Regions from separate parts of the Hordeum vulgare genome. Here region 1 is linked to region 2. A link is a contact called in public Hi-C data. All regions are on one chromosome and are shown on one strand. The core of a region is the stretch at or near the end of the contact, and the rest is flanking DNA. Distances in the headings are between cores, read along the strand shown. Region 1 holds the start of LOC123408588 (probable calcium-binding protein CML30). Region 2 holds the start of LOC123407811.

Region 1 (3,196 bases), core at 113-2,612, 150 kb before region 2:
AGCCGACCAAGAAATAATATTTACATGCATGCTTGATATAGGGTACTTGTCAGTGACATAGGAGAGGAGAGGAGAGGAGAGGAGAAACCAAGTTGATCAGCAAGAAGAGAACAGGGGAGGGGAGAAACACACGGAGCAGGAAGCTGATTTAGCTTCCGGCCAGTCCCCTCTCCCGTAATAATAAACTGGTTGATTAGTGGATTCTTCGCTGTCTGATCTTCGGATCCGGTCCAAGAGCAGCTAGCAGATCAACAGCAACGTTTCTCGAATTCGCAGAATCCAAGAACAAAAATTTTGATGTCCGGGGAAGGGAGGGAGGGAGGGAAGAGGAGGAGGAATCGATGGGGGTGGAGTGGAGGCTAGGCCTTGACGACGGCCATCATGCGCTTGAACTCCTCAAAGTTGACCATGCCGTCGCCGTCGCTGTCGACGAGGCGTATCATGTCGCGGCACTCGGCGGCGGCGGGGCGGCCGCGCAGGCCCAGCGACCCCAGCACGGTGCCCAGCTCCTCGGCGGAGATGAGCCCGTCCTTGTTGCCGTCGAACACGTCGAACGCCTCCTTGAGGTCCATCTCCTCCCCCTCCTCGTCCTCCTCCTCCTCCCCGGCGCCGGCGCCGGCGCCGGCGGAGGGAGGGAGCAGCGAGGCCTTGCGCTTCTTGGGGATGGAGTCGTAGAGCTCGCGGAACTCGTGGATGTCGATGAGGCCGTCGCTGTTGGCGTCGACGCGGGCCACCATGGCGGCGGCCTCGGCGGCGGACACGGCGATGCCCAGCCGCTTCAGCGACTCCTCCAGCTCCCCCGCCGTGATGAAGCCGTCGCCGTCGTGGTCGAACGTCGAGAACACGATCCCCAGGTCCGCCTCCCGGTCCGCCGGCGCCGGCCGCGCCTCCTCCACCGCCTTGCCGGCCTTCCCTCCCTCCTCCACCTTGCTGGCCTTCTTCTCCTGCTCGCCGCCGTCGCAGCACTTCTTGGCGCCGCGGGAGGAGGAGGCGAGGGAGAAGAGGGCGCAGAGGCCGCCGAGGAGGAAGAGCAGGAGCAGAGGCGCCATGAATGGACGCTAGCTGCTGGCTCTTTGCGGCTGCCGCTGTGCTGGCCTGCCTGCTGTGGAGGTGGTGGTGGGAGCGCGCGCGTTGGTTTGTCCGCGGGCGAGTGTGTGTGAATGTGAAGGCAGACGACGCGCAGCGGGTAATATATGAGGCGGGGGCGACGGCGACGACGACGGAGCGAGTAAAGAAGAGGGAGCAGCAGCAGAAGAAGAAGAAGAGTCGTGGAGTGGACGAGGGCAGCGGTTGGTTGGTTGGCTGGTTGGTTCAGTTGCTGCCCGATCGTGCGACCTGGTAGTAGTAGATCGTGGGTGGTTCAGATGATGCACGGGGCACGGAAAGTTCACACCTACATCCCCACAAAATACTTGTATTATTGTTCACTCCTTGCACCAATGAACAAGGACCCCTTTGATTCAAAGGATTTTTTTACGAGGGATTCAAAGGATGTCTAAAATAATTCTTTTCTGAATGCAGTACACACGCGAATGCTCACATAAGCACACGATACTCTAGTGAGCATCTCCGAGGTACCTATAGCAAATAAAACATTTTGAGATTGAGGAAGTCATCATAGACGCCTTCGTAATCGATGAAAACGTCACCTTTCGCTAAACTAACATCGCAACAAAAACTAAATGAATTCAAAAAAATACGAGCACCCGTGTCAAATCTAAGGCTTCATCTCTGATGGGTTGGTTTCATCTCATGTGACCTATTCAACTGATAGTTTGCACCTCTAAAGGAATTTTGAACCTTATGTTTGTGTAAAACAAATCATGAGGAATTTTGTTTCCATAACAACTTTTGATCTATTCATCAACTGATGGCAATATAGAGAACACTAAAAGCAAAAGAAATTACAACCAAATTCTTAGATCATCGGAGACGACAATAATCATTGGAGCGAGCCGAAGGCGCGCTACCGTCATCACTCCTTCCTCGCAAACCTTGTGATAATAGATGTTTGGAAAGTCATTGTGGTAAAGCACACATGACCCGTGCACTAGAATAACAACCATCGTCGATGAAAAGAAATATGGATAGAAAGGATCCAGCTTATAAACACACTAACACAAATGAACAAGGACTAAATCCATGGAGATCCACTCAAGACCAACACCGACCGATTCCCATAGGATCCCTGAAGACATACACACACACGCACGTGCGCGCGTGCACGCACGCACACGCACATGCTACTACGATGAGTCAACGACGCTCGATGCACCTTTTGGGGCAGGGCCTTATTACATCTCAAGGGAGACGTCGTCGCCTCGCCTTCGTGAGCACGATAGATACCATAATCAACCTAAAAGACACCTAAAACGGAGCAGGAGCCCTCTGACCAGCAAAGACCATGATCTATCGCGCCTACATGGCCCTAAGGCCACAAGAGATGAGTCAGACCAGCGTCGACGCCTGTGGGAGGCAGGAGGCCATTGTTGCTTGGAAGTCGCGTGTCTCAAGGAGGATGAAATAGAATGGAAGTAGTCAATGACCACTTATGAGGAGTGTTTGATTCATACGACCATAATTTATAGGAATTTATCGCTGGAATTCATTTGTACTACTAACATTTTCCCTACGAAATTTTGGTCTACTTGAAGAATCTTTTTTGTGTGCGCATCCAACATTAGCTAGAACAAATGTTGGTGCCGGGATACTCTCAAGTACATAGTTCGTACATAGATTTATTTTAAGTGCGCAAATCAAACATTAGCTTTTTAGATTTTATTGTGGGTCCACATATGCTCCACAAGATCACAGAGTAGTTGCGCGTGCACACGATGATCTCGAAGATTCTGATGAATGTGCAAAAAATTGATAAGCTGATTTGCATTTTGATCTTCTCGGAAGTCGACTTGTTCTCCAGGCGCTTCAAAACCATTGGTTTGGTCTACCTCATCATTCTCTTCCTCGACAATTATATTGTGTAAAATGACATAACATGTCATCAACTGTCGCAAATACTCTGATTTTCACATCATTGTATCTCCATAAATAATTACCCCTACACATCCTTCTATAGTGATTTCTACACTATTGGAGAGTGGCGTTGTTTGTTGCCTTGGGGTTTGGATATGACCTTCACAAACGCCGTCCACTGAGGATAGATACAATCAGCAAGATAGTACCTCATGTTATACTT
Region 2 (2,952 bases), core at 222-2,721:
CTAGCAGAAAGCCATGTTTTATGCTCTTTGGTCTTAGCCAATTCAAAAAGAACTGAAACATCGCAGCATCTGCAACGCCTGGTAAAGTGGGGCATTGAAAACTATGCAGTGTGTGCCACTTGTGAAAACGACATTACGGAGAATGGTAAGCCAGATCATTATTGGCTGGAGATAAACACAAGTAGCACATTCGAGCTGCATGATTGGGCAATACTAATCTGCTCCACAAGCACCATTGACATCAAGTCCCCCCTCATCATGAATATTGAATTCAGCACCAAGAGACTAAGAGAGGAAATATCAGCACCACAAACTAGACACGGTCTAAAAGTAGCTTTTGCGCGCCCTTTTGAGTATAATCACTGGACTAAGGTTCCTCTCGCGACACACGCATGTTTTGAACGAGAAGATTGCGCGCCTCGCATAATATACTAGTTCTTTTTTAGAATATATGCTACGGTTGTTCTGTCGATGGCAAGTTATGTTTCTCTACTCTGTCGTAACATAACAAACTACTGCGGCTTTTAACTTATAGAATGGATAATTCTCGCCCGCAGGTAGAAGCGGTGAACACACCAGAAAGCTAAGCTGATACCACGGCATTAAGAAGTAAGAACCTCTCTCCGCGATCGGGTTTCAGGTTGAACCTAATTAATTGTGAGTGGAGCTTCAATCCATGCCCGTGGGTTTCTTTTTTTTTCTGTTTGGAAAGAGCCAGCCGCTACACTAACAAGGACAGGCAAGCCACTGATAAACTCCTGAACAACCTAAGCAAGATCACGCTCGACTTGGAATCGTACTATAAAGAGAAAGGAACCTCAGACAACCAATCAAATAATCGAATAGCCGAAAGCGGAACCGCGGATGTTGTGTGCGATCCGCGATTCGGAGAAAGCAAGCAGCGCAAGCCGCCCACCGCGGCACCAACCAATGAACCAAAGGAACGAGGTTACCGACCAGCGCGTACTCGTCGTCGTCGCCGTCGCCGCCCCCGCGGCCGTGCTGGAGCTCGCTTCCGGCCTCCGCGTCGACGTCGACGTCCACGTCCATCTCGCCGTCCGACGCGCCGCCGTCGTAGTCGTCCACCACGTGCCCCGCCGCAGCTTCCCGCACGCTGGCGGCCATGAACCAACCACCTGCGCGAAACACCGAACCAGCCGCTCAGATCAAACCCGCGCGGACGGAGGCGGAGAGACCCCGCGCCTCGGGGAGTCGGGGGGCGAAGCGAGCGGAGGGTCCGGAGCCGTACCTGTGCCGCGCTGTGTCTGCCGCGCGGGGCAGCGCCGGGCGCGTAGGGCAGGGACGGGCCGAGGAAGCGGGGAGGGGATGGGGATGGAGATGGAGAGGGAGGAGCTGCGTCGGCGGCGGGGCGGGGGGTGAGGATGGGGGTGGGGGTGGGGGTGGGGGAGGGGAGGAGACGTGTGGAGGGGAGGAGGGCAGCGCGGCTGGGCGTGGGCGGGCGGGCTGGCGCTCCCCTTTTTGTGCCGTGCGGCGAAGCGAGGCTCTAGACGGCAATGGGCTCGCTCGATCCGGGATTTGTTTGACAGCGACCCCGGGGGATGGATGCTGGGGGATCAGGCCGCCCGCGCTCTACGTACAGATACATACGTACATACTCCACGGGAGCCTCTAGAAGCCATACGATCGAGTAGGGATGAGCGCTAGTCGTCTTGTGATGATTGACCACACCCCGGTGCTGCCGCTTTTCTATCCGTTTCCGTCATGTGTTTTCTGCGAGGGCCGCACTAAACAAACCCAAACGCCGTTTTTCTCTAGGACAGGCAGGCAGGGGGTAGGAGCGGGCACGCAAGCGCTCCCCCTCCCCCCCCCCCCCCTTTGTGGACTGCATGTAATTGTTGGATTAATTATTAACTGCTGGTGTGTTTGGTTTGGTTTTAGCCAAAGTTTTACCCTGTTGACATGGAAGGAACACGCTAGCGCTCATCCGACTGATCGAGCTGCGCGCGTCGACCCTCTCCGTGACCGTTGGATCTGATTCTTTCATGGGACGGCGCGCGGCCATCTTCACCCTTTTGCAACTTACCCCATGTTGCGGAGCAAGGGAGCGCGGCATGGTGCTTCGTTGTAAAGGTTGCGGCTGACTAGACGATGGGTCGGACGAAACTGGTTGTGATTGGTAATTCGGTATGGCATTGTTTGTTTGATTATTGCGACACGTGATATGTCGTGAAGAAAGCAAGAGCGACGAGGTGCTCGCCGCAAAGGTTACAATTGACTCGACGGTGGGTCGAACGGAGCTGGTTGCGGTCGGTATGAAACGGTTCAAGCATTGACATTGTTTCTTGCAAAGCAAATGGCTATAACATGAGGCATGTTGCAAAGGTTGCGACTGACTAGGCAATAGAACGGGTTGTTAACTCACGCGCCATCCAACACGTTCGTCATCAAAATAGGTTACCTAGGCAAATGATTTTACTTATTTATTATTCGTGTGTTGATTGACATCAGCAAGTAAAAGAAAATAGTTACTAATATGCATTTGCGTTTTCAAGCTAAATTATGGGAAACTCTTCACATCAGCCGATGGGTTTAATGTGCGCGTCTGCCGGCTGCCGCGTTTGACACGTGTCGTCTTGAACCCATTTACGTGACTATGATCTTATTTACTATAACGAGATCCATACGCCTCTCTACCTGACTTCTCCTCTATCTCTCTTCACCTTTTTTGTAACATGATCTTTGTTGTAATTTTTTTGCAACAAAAGTCTTGTTGCGGGAATACAAAGAAGACGAAAAAAGCGTTGTTGCAAACTTTGCAACTATAACTTTTTTTTTGCGATGAGCAACTAGAACGTTTTGGTAGGAATACAAAAAAAAGATCGAAGATGCCCCTGTTGCAAAAAAGTAAAAATTGTAACAGGGCCCATGTTGCAATTTATTTTTCTGCAACACGGCATATGTTACAAAAAAATGCAACACAACCTATGTTAC

What was found. A called contact is a pair of places that touch in the nucleus more often than the background predicts.
Region 1: a contact with region 2 is called in a Hi-C map of seedling, with 2.8 times the contacts expected there. The contact joins the promoter of LOC123408588 here to the promoter of LOC123407811 in region 2. A contact is called at or near these places in 3 of 6 Hi-C or Micro-C datasets (leaf and seedling) and 1 of 1 datasets of contacts at active chromatin or transcription factors (embryo).

What each region holds. Positions count from the first base shown.
Region 1 is chr7H:50,443,154-50,446,349 of MorexV3_pseudomolecules_assembly, reverse strand. LOC123408588 (probable calcium-binding protein CML30) reads right to left here and starts at 1,362. Exons shown (of 1, transcript XM_045101663.1): 1 at 1-1,362. The coding sequence starts at 1,049. The coding sequence ends at 360.
Region 2 is chr7H:50,293,968-50,296,919 of MorexV3_pseudomolecules_assembly, reverse strand. It overlaps LOC123407811, which reads right to left and starts at 1,471. Exons shown (of 10, transcript XM_045101038.1): 1 at 1,250-1,471; 2 at 958-1,136. The coding sequence starts at 1,125.